Linked DNA regions of Mus musculus: region 2 is linked to region 1. A link is a contact called in public promoter capture Hi-C data. All regions are on one chromosome and are shown on one strand. Each heading gives the region's core, a stretch centred on a gene start, on an enhancer-like site or on the middle of the called end of the contact. The rest is flanking DNA. Distances are from core to core; before and after follow the strand shown.

What was found. Capture Hi-C pulls out chosen DNA fragments and counts their contacts.
Region 2: a promoter capture Hi-C map of adipose tissue shows a contact between it and region 1. The contact joins two enhancer-like sites. A contact is called at or near these places in 1 of 15 datasets of contacts at CTCF or cohesin (the NIH/3T3 cell line), 1 of 484 Hi-C or Micro-C datasets (morula), 1 of 115 datasets of contacts at active chromatin or transcription factors (embryonic stem cells) and 3 of 9 other capture datasets (adipose tissue, liver and pancreatic islet).

The regions. Positions count from the first base shown.
Region 1 is chr4:109,147,190-109,153,270 of GRCm38.p6, forward strand. All of the region lies in intron 3 of Osbpl9 (oxysterol binding protein-like 9), which reads right to left. Gm52703 (a long non-coding RNA gene) reads left to right here. Exons shown (of 3, transcript XR_003955256.1): 2 at 2,966-3,119. Among named protein-coding and RNA genes, the nearest start is that of Gm52703, 17 kb to the left of the region's middle. Within about 2 kb of position 3,227, at least 39 of the 459 cell types and tissues checked have an H3K27ac peak or open chromatin away from gene starts, as enhancers often do. A contact at or near this core is called in adipose tissue, where this site is marked.
Region 2 is chr4:109,239,313-109,245,393 of GRCm38.p6, forward strand. It overlaps Calr4 (calreticulin 4), which reads left to right. Exons shown (of 8, transcript NM_001033226.4): 3 at 2,845-2,939; 4 at 4,740-4,949; 5 at 5,377-5,490. The region is part of intron 2 of Gm40225 (a long non-coding RNA gene); the gene reads right to left. Among named protein-coding and RNA genes, the nearest start is that of Calr4, 6.7 kb to the left of the region's middle. Within about 2 kb of position 2,814, at least 49 of the 459 cell types and tissues checked have an H3K27ac peak or open chromatin away from gene starts, as enhancers often do. A contact at or near this core is called in adipose tissue, where this site is marked.

The DNA.
Region 1 (6,081 bases), core at 1,977-4,476:
CTACTTTATAAAATGCTTATACTTTAATAAAATGCTTAGAAAAAACGACATTCTTTAGCTCCTGGGGGGGGGAGCTTTTGTACTTAAAGAGAAGTGTGCGCATGTTCCTGTGGAGTGGAGAAGCGGGAAGGCATTTCTGAATTATCAAGAACAACATTCCATCTGAAGGTTTCATTCTGGCTCCAGTTTCTCCAAGGAATTCTGCTCAGGGCAAACAGCAGCAAGCCACTTCCTCTCTCTTCTATATTTAGCTCTAAGCTGCTAATACAATATCTTTGCCTTTCCTTCAGAAAGGATACACTTCTAGATCAAGACTGTAGTTACAACCCTGCACGTCCCACAAGCTTCAGCCCCATCCTCTAGAAGACAATCTAGACACAGCTATCGAATGTCATCGATTCAGCACTCACGACAAACACAATTTATGTTTATGCAGATCACTGTGCACCATCACCATTTCAGGCACCACTTCAGTTTTCCTAGGAAAACCAAGTTTCTGAACAGAACAAATAACTAGGAAGATGTGTTGGGCTTTTTCCCCTCGAACACTTTGAACTGCTCCCTCTGCTGGCGTAAGAAGAGAACTGTGCAGCATGACCAGAACTGAAAGAAGATGGAGCACAGGTCAATGTCTGACTCCCTGGTCATTAACTCCATTCAGGGAACATCCCCATGCGTCCTGTGGCTAGGCTTCCAAGCCTCCCTAATAGTTGGTGACAGAACTGAGCATGCCTTGTGATGTGACTCACTACCATGTGACCAATGTCCCAGTTAACCTTGCCTCAGTGGGCCCAGGCAGTGTCGACCTCTGCTTGGATATACACTGAGCACAGAAGAACCCTGCGACACCTACTCCCATGAAACACTAATACTGCAATGGGAGAAAGTGACGTGGATACAAAGGGGCTCCGGTATGATAAAATATAAGTCAGAGTGACTGACCCAGAATCACAAGAAAGTAAGGTGGAAACAAACAGTACTGTATAATGAGAATTGTCAATATAAATCTTGGCCCTGTTACTTCCTGCATGTGTGACCAAAAATACAAATTAATACAAGCCTCAAGCCCACCCCTGGATGGTGAGGATAAAAATATCTACCTCACTAGGGTGGGTTCGATCCCTGTGAAGGACCAGCATAACATTAAACTGGCCCTTAGCGGCCAGGCAGTGGTGGGCCACACCTTTGATCCCAGCACTCTGGAGGCAGAGGTAGGTGGATCTCTGAGTTCAAATCCAGTCAGAGTGAGTTCCAGGACAACCAAGGCTACACAGATAAACCCAGTCTCCAGAAATCAAAAACCAAACCAGAATAAAACAAAACTGGATGAAGTAAATTGAACCCTAGAGTTTTCTACATATGTCTAACGGCTTGTAGAAACGTTCCTTTCATTATGAATCTTTACTCTCTCTCTCCACCAGCACACACCAAGCAATGTGCCCCAAACTGAAAAGATTGCCTACTAAGTAAGATCCACAGGTCTCCTCCCAAGGTTATATAATATATAAGCAGCACTTGCTTGAGACAGAAGACTGATGACTGCCTGCAGGGAGCTCTAGCAACTGAAGCTTCCAAGAGTCACCGCCCATGCTGAGATGTGGCTTTCCATGACACATTTCCCTTCAGTTGTCTGTGTTCCCGAAGTAACCCAAATAAACCCCCATTCCCACTTACCGCTCTGCTATGCCCTCTACCGCATGGTACACTAATTATGCCTTGGAAACCATGAGCTGAATGGGATTTCTCACCTTTAAGTTGTTTCCATCAGGTATCTTGTCATGGCTACATAAAAGTTACCTAGTAGCCACAGGAAAAGTTGTTCTTAAACATACACAGGACTGAAGGGTCAAGGAAATGGCATTGTTCTTCCCTTCAGGAAGAAGGACTGGAGTGATAATTAGCGTCATCTTTTCAATACTCTCCTTAGATTGTTACATTGAAAATTTATTTTAGTGAGTAAGAAAAATGAATTGTGGAATAAAATGTAAATTACTAACAAAAATAAAAATGGATTAGAGAGGTAGGTCTAACTGGCTACTCACTATACTGGAGTTCATAATTAAACTTGGGAAGATTATAATTTCAAATATCTAGGGAGGATTGAAAGTAGAAAACAAATTAAGAAGAACATAGGTACACTAGCGAGATCTAATCCTCCCACAGCAATATAACCAACTCCCAACACACGAGTCCAGCTCTATCAACCCACACAAATATCCCGAGTACCACTGAAATTAAACCAGCTAATTACAGAATTAATTAGAGCTGATTCACTTCCTTTACATGAAATGTGTGACTTTTTGTACTGGAAACATTACCACATAAAAATCAGAAACATAACATAACAGAGGAAACATCTTAAGTCAACCCAAGACAGTGACATCTGTTCGCTGGTGATAATGCTGAGCTAACATTGCTCTCAAAGTAGAAGACAGTCAAACCTATAACCATGCTTTAGCCTAATGACTTACCGTCTATTCTAAGCATCTTGGCCATGTGGGTGTGTGCTAAGTTGACTGGTATTAATGCAGTGAAGCACTGATGCACTGATATACTTGATCAATAGGACTTTTTTAAAAATTAAATACTTTTCTTCAGTATTGAGCACTAGGTTGCACTTTAGTAAACAATCAGGCTTTAATGGACTGAGCTGAAAGCAGTGGTTTATCAGGCCAACCACAGGTGACTTTTTCCATGGAGACTTACATAGCTCTAACTTAAGCTTCTTTTCCATCCTTAAAAGTGGTATATTTTATCTCAGGAAACTTGTGTCACTATAAAATATTCCAGATAAATTTAACTAAAGTTTGTACTGTTTAATAGATGTCCTCAGTAAAGCTCCCCCCTCCCCTGTTTTTGAGATAGGGCCTCACTATGTAATTTAGTCTATGTTCAAACTTACAATCCTGCCACCACGCCTAGATGCATAGTTTTCACCTTTTAAAAAAAAAATATTTTTTTACAGATCAGGTTTGCTGAAGCCAAGAGATCCCTTCAATACAAATGAAACCATGCACACTATGGGCAATCTACAATCAAGACCAAGTCATTTGACACTACACCTCACTCATCTATACACTGAGGACGATTCTAAGGTTGTTGCAAGAGTAAACTTGTATGTAAGTACAGCTACTTATCTAGCCTCTGGATCTTAAGCTTTCAAGTGTATTATAATCCCTGGAGAGGACACATTCCAGAGCTGCTGAGTCACAGGGCAAGAGAGGCATTCCTAGCACACCCCCCATGGTGCTGAAGCTCTATCTGCAAACACACTTTAAGAACCACTGACCTAACTAGGCAGTGGTGGCGCACACCTTTAATCCCAGCACTTGGGAGGCAGAGGCAGGTGGATCTCTGAGTTCAAGGCCAGCCTGGTCTATAGAGTGAGTTCCAGTTCCAGGACAGCCAGGGCTACACAGGGTTTTCAAAAAACAAAAAAACAAAAAAACAAAAAAAAAAAGAAAGGAAAGAAAGAACCATTGACCTAGATGGAGCTGAGCACAAATCTTGGCTCTACCACTTGGGCTTCCTAAAACTCACTTTCTCCAACTCTAAAACAAGAAGCTAAGCTATCTGCACTTGCGGGTTAGCAGTTAATGTTCACAGTGGGTGGAAAAGTGTCTGGTTCCTATCAGTTACTTAGGAGCAATTCGATAGCTGGGATAGGTTTACTATCACCACGCTGCTATTGCTTCTGAGTAGTGGAACATTGAGGGCATAGCATTTTGTAATTGCATTAAACTGCATTGTTATATAAAGGTCCTAGTTTACATTAGTTCCTTCCAGGTAAGACGATAGTTCACTATAGCTAGTAACATCTCTCAAGAACAAGTGCTAGGGTTGGGGATACAAGAGAGCTTGCCCAGTATGCGTGAAGCTCTTGGTTTGATCCTCAGCATCTCATAAACCAGACAAGGTAATGCACACCCGTAATTCCAGCGCTCAGGATGGAGAGGCAGGAGGATCAGAGGTTCTGCCCATAGATCAAGTTCTGGGCCAGCCAAGAATTTGTGAAAACCTGTCTCAAAAGCTAAAGGTACTGAGAATTGTGTTCAATTTCCAATTCTGCTTTATGTTAGTGGTGTGTAGCCCCTTGTTTCCTTAACTGTAAGATAAAAATAGCACTAGCAATTATTCTGTAAAGCTTTGAGCTGCATGATTTAATACAGGTAGAATTCCAAGTAATGCCTCTTATGAAATAAACATTCAACAAATGATTGCTATAATTAGCATCCCAATATCCAAAATGTCATAAATCATTACACACATTAAATCATCAAAGATACAATTTCCTAAGCCAGGCATAGTATCTCACCCTGCAATCCCAGACCTGGAAAGCTCAGGCAGAAAGGTAAGTCATTCAAGGTCACTCAGGCCCATTTTGAAGCCATCCTTGTCTCAAAGATATATATATATATATATATACACACACACACACACACACACACACATATACATATATAGCTTATTGCAACATAAATTCAAACAACTGGACTTTTCCTAATCATTAAGGTGAGCTATAGACTATCTTGTCTTCTATTAGTTTGAGCCATATGAAATGCCTGTATGAGTCTACTTTTGATCTATAAAAACAGTAACTTCAGATGATTAGTTTCCGGGCTGGGAAGATGTAAGTGCTTGCTGCACAAGCATGAAAGCATGAAGACCTGAGTTCAGATCCAACCCCAGCACTATTGACGCTGAGACAGGCAGTTCCCCTGGGCTTGCTAACCTGGCCACCAGACTAGCCAATGTGTGAGCACCAAGTTCAGGGAGGGACCCTGCCTCAAAAAAGTAAGGTAGAGCAGGATAGATAGCAGGAGGCACCTGAGATAGACGTCTGACTTCCACACACGAGCATGCACACACTCATAAACACAGATACAAGTGCACCTCTGTCCTAACTGCTGTGAGTGCTCCTCCCAGCCTTTTGGCATTCCATCCTAGTATGATCTACGGTTTGACCATCAGTTCTTTGCTTGTTGAGATCTCCTAGATAAACGATAGATACTACTGCCATGGTTTTAATCCAAAGGCTTTTATTTAGCTCACAAAGATACACTATTTGGCCAACACTTTTAAAAAAATTTTTTAAAACTTGGAAATTTTGCATACCCTTTGAATAAAATAAATAAATAAATAAATAAATAAATAAATAAATAAATAAATCTGACTTCTCTTGGAAAGAAGTGGAAAATCTGGCAATGTCCAGCAAGCCTTCCCAAAGCCTTGACCAACTGGGCCAAGTACAGCAGCTTTCCCTTTCACTACTAGTCTTTATTATTATCCTTACATTTCATTTCATGTTGAATGTGGATGATGTGTCTGCGTGTGTGTGCGTATGTGGGCCACAGCACAGGTGCAGAGGTCAGAAGGCAATTTTGGGGCGTCTGTTCTCTCCTTCCATCATGTAGGTTCCAGGAGTTGAAATCTGATTATCAGACACGCAGACCCAAAACTGCAATCTTTGTCTAGCTTTAATCCTACCTGGTCATTCAGGCTTTGGGCTTCTCGTTCAACTGAACAATAGTATGCTCTCTCTTCACTTGCACTGGAGTTCAGATTCAGTTCCCATCATCTCTGTGTCTCCAAAGCAAACTCATGAAGACTCCTCTTCTGGTTTGTTTTATATGTGACAACATTCAATCAGACAACCAGGCCAAGAATACCACTACTACTAAATTCTCCTTCAATCAATCACCAATTCCCATTGATTTACTCACTACACATGTCTAATCTGTTCCTCTTTGCTTTCCCTATTGCCATTACTTTGGTCTGTTCAGGATCCATTACCAGCCACAGCTATTTCACCACAGATAAACTGTCCATCCTCCTAGCCAAAAGCAATGCCTGCAGCTGTGTTGTAGGTTCTATTGGTTCAGGTCTCATTGGCTCTTGCCTTCTCCAGAACGCTGATCCAACTACCCCCCAAAACATACACACACCCCACAGCCCCACCCCTTACCCCTCTTCTAGCATTATCAGCTCTTCCTCTCCATGGAATCACTGCAGTCAACATAGAAACACACTATTATTGTTCCTTTTGTCCTTACACATAATTTAAATCTCCCTGAACTCCCG
Region 2 (6,081 bases), core at 1,564-4,063, 92 kb after region 1:
GTCCGGAGTGTGACATCTGTAACTGGGTCTTCTTGAGGAGACCCAGCTTTTAGCCACAACCAACCTTGAATCCAGTTTTAACATGATATTGAGAAATCAGCAGACATCAAGCATTACGACTTCTAAAGTACAGATGAAGAATGTGGGTTAGACCAAAAGTTTTGTACAAAGTCAGTGAGAGGGTTATGCTGGACAGCAGGCACTAACATGCCCTTTAATTCCCTTCAGACACCTCCTTTCCCTGGCAGCCTCAGCTAGATCCCCTCCCCTCCCCTCTCCTTTTTCCTCCTTCCCTCCCCCACCTGGTCTTCGTTCTTTTTCAAATCCTTCTCTTCAGCTTCATTGCCCCCCTTTAAAATCTGTACCCTCTTTTTTTTCTTTTTGTTAAATCCACTCTCTCCACACACAAAGTCTCAGCCTGTAGTTCCAAACTCACCATATAGCCCAGGCTGGCTTCAAACCCACTGTGAGCCTCCTGCTTCGGCCTCCCATTATAGGTGCAAGCCCCCATACCTGCTTACAGTCCTTCTCTTATGCAGAGCAACATTTTGGGGTGTGTAAAGTGTCTGCTCCCACATCATCTTTGTATTTCCTTCTGAATCTGTACCATGCGTTACTGTCTCCATTTTGCAGATAAGGAAATCGAGGCAAGAAATTTGCTCAGCGTACATAGAAAGTCAGACTTTGAGTCACTGTCTATAAAGTCCTAAAGCAGCTGGATAACTTTTTAAAAAGCAGAGTGAAATCTATGTTCTTATAAAGTATTGAGCCAGGCTGGAGAGCTGGATCAGCAGGGAAGAGCACTGGCAGCTTGTGAAGAGGACCCAGGTTTGATTCCCAGCACCCACATGGCAGCTCACAACCATCTCTAGTTCCAGGGGATCCAACTCCCTCTTTTCTGGCCTCTATTAGTATGAGGCATATCAGTGGTGCATAGAAATTTATGCAGACAAAATGCCCATACACATAATACAATAAACATAAAAATAAAAATTTAATTTGAAAAGGGTATTGAACCAAGTGTTAAGCTTTATACCGGTATCCATGGGCAAAACCAGGAGGATTGCTAGGAATTTGAGGCCAGCCTTGTCCACACATCACCTGAACACACGGCCTTTCCACAGTTCATGGCCTGTGCATTCGCTGTTCCCATCTTATGGCCTAGGCCAACCCACCCTTTACTCCTTGTTCCCATCTTCTCCCCAAGGTTACATGGAATCTCTCTCCCTAGGCTGTGAGCTCCTGGAGGCCTGGGATATACCTCAAAGTCTAGCACCAAGCATGACCCCCTGACTGCCTGTGTTAACTAGAGAGTGCTTGAGGGAATCCCAGGGAGTTCGTCTCTCTTTTGGCTGGTGAGACAGCCAAGGCTACGGAGCCTTTGTAAAGTTCTTTGGAGAAAAGTATTGATGAGGAGCTGCTATGAGATCATAAGAGGCAGCCTGACTGAATACAACTGGAGGCTTTTTTGGAGGAGGTATTAATTATTCTGTAAAGAGTGGGTTTGATTTTAAGAGGAGGAGGAGGAGGAGGAAAGCATGAAATGAAGGCAAAATCAACAGTGTGTGCAAAAGCTCAGGTATGAAATTCAAACGTACGGTAAAGCAGGGAGAAGATCAATGTGGGTAGAGTACAGGGTCAGTGCCTTGTGTGCATGTGCACGAGTGTGAGTATGTGTTGTGTTATCAGTGTATGTATTGTGTGGTCTGTGTGTGTGCATGCGTATGTATGAATGTGTTTTATACTTGATATTAGCGGAAAGGCTGAGAAGCTCTTTGTGAGTTATGAGTATGTGGATATATGAGAGCAGTCACGAGTCTCAGGACTCTCTGGACTCCCCAACTCCGATCCACAGTGCTCACTAGAAACGTCAGAAAGCAGAAGGGGTCACAGGCTCCGCTACTAGGTGGCTTTGAATCCTTGCAAGGCATCCTACCAGATCTTTGGGCAAGCTGCTTGACTTTTCTGAGCCACACCCATCTAAAGTGAGAGGGTAATGCTTATTTGTTAGAATTAGTGACACTCTGGCAACCCCTGCTGTTCTGGCTGCTTTGGTGTGTCAACTTGACAGGAGCTAGAATCATCAGAGAGGAAGGAGCTTCAGTTGAGGAAATGCCTTCATAAGATCCAGCTGTAAGGCATTTTTTCAATTAGTGATCAATGGGAAAGGTCCCAGCCCATTGTGGGTGGGGCCACCTCTTTGTTGGTAGTCCTGAGCTCTATAAGAAAGCAGGCTGAGCAAGCTATGTGGAGAAAGACATTAAGTAGCACCCCTTCTTGGCTGCTGTATCCACTCCTGTCTTCAGGTTCCAGCCTTGAGTGAGTTCCTGTCCTGACTTCCTTTAGTGATGAACAGCCATGTGGGAGTGTAAACCAAATAAACCCTTTTCCTCCCCAACTTGCTTTTCATCATGGTGTTTCATCACAGCAATAGCATTCCTAGCTAAGATACCTGGCTTCAGAAGGCTTCCAGTTGGTTTGGTCATGGAGCCCTGGCAGGAGATTAGAGGAAGAGAAGTGAGTTATATCTCTCAACTCAAAGCCTGCTTCTCTCCTGCTGTGCCTGCTCCCAGACTCTCCTCTCTCTCACCCCTCCTGTCCCCTTTGCTGCTGCTGCCCATGAGAATCACTGTACCTTTCCTTCTCTCAAAATCTTGCCCCCCCACTTTGTAAAAAAAAAAATCCCATTTATTAAAACCTTCTCAAATAACCCTGAGTGTCGTATCTGTCTCTTACTGGAGCCGTGGAGTGCTGCACAGGCTGCATCTGTCTTGGGTCTTGGCCCCAGACTGGGCACACTGCCTGAAATAGATGTGAAATCATGCTCTGGGGTTTAATTTCCAGGCCCGGACATCTGTGGCTTTGGCAACAACAGACTACAGGTCATCCTTTCTCACAAAGGGAAATACCATGAGAACAACAAGACCCTCAAGTGCAGGGTGAGTATGTGGATTAGTCCTCCGCCTAAGCAAAAGATTTTATCCTACATGTATGATTATTTTGCTATATGTATGTCTGTATACCACATACGTGCCTGGTGCCCACAGAGCTCGGAATAGGATGTCAGATCCCTTATAGTTACAGACTGTTATGACCTGCTGTGTGGGTACTGAGAGTTGAACCTACATCATCTGGAAGAGAAGCCAGTGCTCTAAGCTGTGGAGCTGTCTCTCCAGTCCCAGGAAAAAAAAGAATATTTAATATATAGTATCTTGGGGCTGTTGAGACGGCTCAGTGGGTAAGAGCACTGACTGCTCTTCCAAAGGTCCTGAGTTCAAATCCTAGCAGCCACATGGTGGCTCACAACCACCCGTAATGAGATCTGACGCCCCCTTCTGGCGCATCTGAAGATAGCTACAGTGTGCTTATGTGTAATAAATAAATCTTTGGGCTGGACAGAGCAGGAACTGAGTGAGTGGGGTTGACAGGAGGGAGCAGAAGTTCTAAAAATTCAATTCCCAACAACCACATGAAGATTCACAACCATCTGTACAGCTACAGTGTACTCATATACACAAAATAAATAAATCTTTAAAAAAATATATGGCATCTTATTTTTTCCCTATAAAACTCTACCAATTAAATGTTATCATCCCCATTCTACAGATTAAGTAGACCTAGTGATGTGCTATACATCTGGGATTTAATATAGTGCAATATTTGGTGTGGCACAGTTACTCACTGTTAGACATTGGGGTTGGGTCAGGAATGCTATGTTTAGATGAGATGGAGTGGGCCAGTTTACCTCAGTAATGTAAAGCTAGAAGCATCCAGATTAGCTAGAAGATAATAGGTGTATATTCAGTCAATAGTCCTAATAGGCATTATTAACCAAGTGTTAATTCTGCCTTGGGCCTTGAGTATGGGATAGATTCAGCCAGACAGGGCTTTCAAATGAACCAAACTCACAGGAAAGCCTGCAATGACTTGTGCCTGTAATCCCAGCTACTTTGAAGGCTGAGGTGAAAAGGTTGTGAGTTCATTGCTAACCTGGGCAATTTAGCAAGTGCTTCCCAAAACAGAACACAATGGAGTAAAGGTGAGAGTAGAGCAAAGGAAAGTGACTACCCATGTGACATTGGAGCAGAGAATGGGGCTCCTCCCCAGCCTAGGGGCTTAGGTAGGAATTGCTTCCTGGAGAAGTCTTCCTTTGTGCTGAAAGATGAATATGCTCTAGAAAATGAGTGTGACAATTTTATGGAGAGACGAATTCCTGGATGAGGAGTCTGCGTGAGAGAAGCCAAGGAGACTTAAGAACCCAAAGCACAGCTTGAGGGCTGATACAGCTGAAGCAGAAGAGAACGGCAGGAACAGAGTCTAGAAAGGCCCATAGAGCCCGGGACATTGGACCTTGTGTTGAAGTCTAGGCCTTCCTGATCAGTCCTCTACCCGGGGCTGGATGTGCTGAGTCCTCCTCCAGGCTGAGTCTCAGCCTGCGAGCTTAGGCACGATAAGGGAAATCATACATCACTCCCACTGTTGAGAAGCTCAGTTTAGTAGGACAAACAGAAAACAAGATAGGTCAAAGAATAATCAGAGCTTCAGATGGGTAAGGGCTAGAGGATGGGGGAGAGCGCAGAGTGAGACCACAGGAACACTAGCAGGGTGAGCCTGCTAGCGAAAGGGGAGAAGGGATGTTAGTAAAGTGTGTGTAATATGTGGAAGGGAGCATTCAGGGAAGTGTCTGAGATCTATGATCGCCCTATACGGGATTGAAATAGTAACCATTTCCTTTATAGATTAATAAAGACACTCACCTGTACACTCTGATCCTTCGCCCTAATGCTACTTATGAGGTTAAAATTGACAACCAGAAGGTGACAAGTGGAGGACTGGAAGATGACTGGGACTTCTTGCCTCCCAAGAAAATAAAAGACCCCTACGCCAGGAAACCAAGGAAATGGGATGAACGACAACAGATAGAGGATCCTGACGATAAGAAACCTGAGGTCAGAGGGAGTTTAGCAGGGAAAGCTAATCTCGGGGAGACGAAGGTATAGTAAGGCACCATGAGAAAATGAGGGTCTGATTTCAAGCCAGGTCTAGCAGGCATGTTCAGGGTAGCAAGACTCCAGGTAAAGACTGTGTGGGAGCAAATCACATACAAACCATAGCTGCAGCTCACATGACTGAGGGCAGGGTGAGGTCAGAGACAAGGATAATACCCACCTGATGTGAGTTTAAAGTACTCAAGGTCAGAATGATGGTGCACCCAGGGGGAGGGGGCCACGATGACCTTCTCTCTCCTGCACTGGGCTATCACACACTGGAGCAGGAGGGCGGGGTGGGTAGGGAGCCGATTCCCCCTGTCTGTACTTGAGTCCCCAGTTTCCTCCCATATCACGTCTATCTTCATGAAGGAACATTTTGTTTTAGGACTGGGAGGACTCTGAATTCATCCCAGACCCGGATGCCAAGAAGCCAGATGACTGGAATGAGGCGATGGATGGAGTGTGGGAAGGGCCCTTGATACCAAACGTCAAGTACATGGTGAGGAATCCCTCTTTTCAATGACAACTTATGAAGGGAAATCAGATGTAAATTCTAACTTATAAAACACATGCAAACCAGATGTATGCATGTAAATTCTAACTTATAAATTCTAATTTACAAAACACAATTTCTAACCCATAGGCTTGTAATCCTAGCCCTCAGGAGGTTGAGGTAGGAAGATTTCGAGTTCAAGGACAGGCTGGACTGTACAGCAGGACCATGTCTCAAAAGAAAATACAACAAAATGAAAACAAAGCAGAAAGTCTGTGTTCTCCTGTTCTTCCCCTCTACACTCTGAACACTGAATAGGATGCTGGCCACATCAGAGTTCTCAGTCTCTTCCTACTTATAAGGGGGGAGGGCTGGTAAAGCCAGCACTAAGAGGTAATGGGTCAGACAGGCTTGGGCAAGGAGCTTGTCTAGAGCTGGGAAAAGCTGCCAGTTAAAGGAACATGATGCAAACAGGAAACAGTCTAGGACTCAGGAATTGGATGTCTTACGAGCAGGCTAGAAGGGTAAAGAGTGGGATCTGCATGAATCCAAGGTATTTAAGGATAGAGGGACTTCCTCCCCCCTAACCGCCACCTC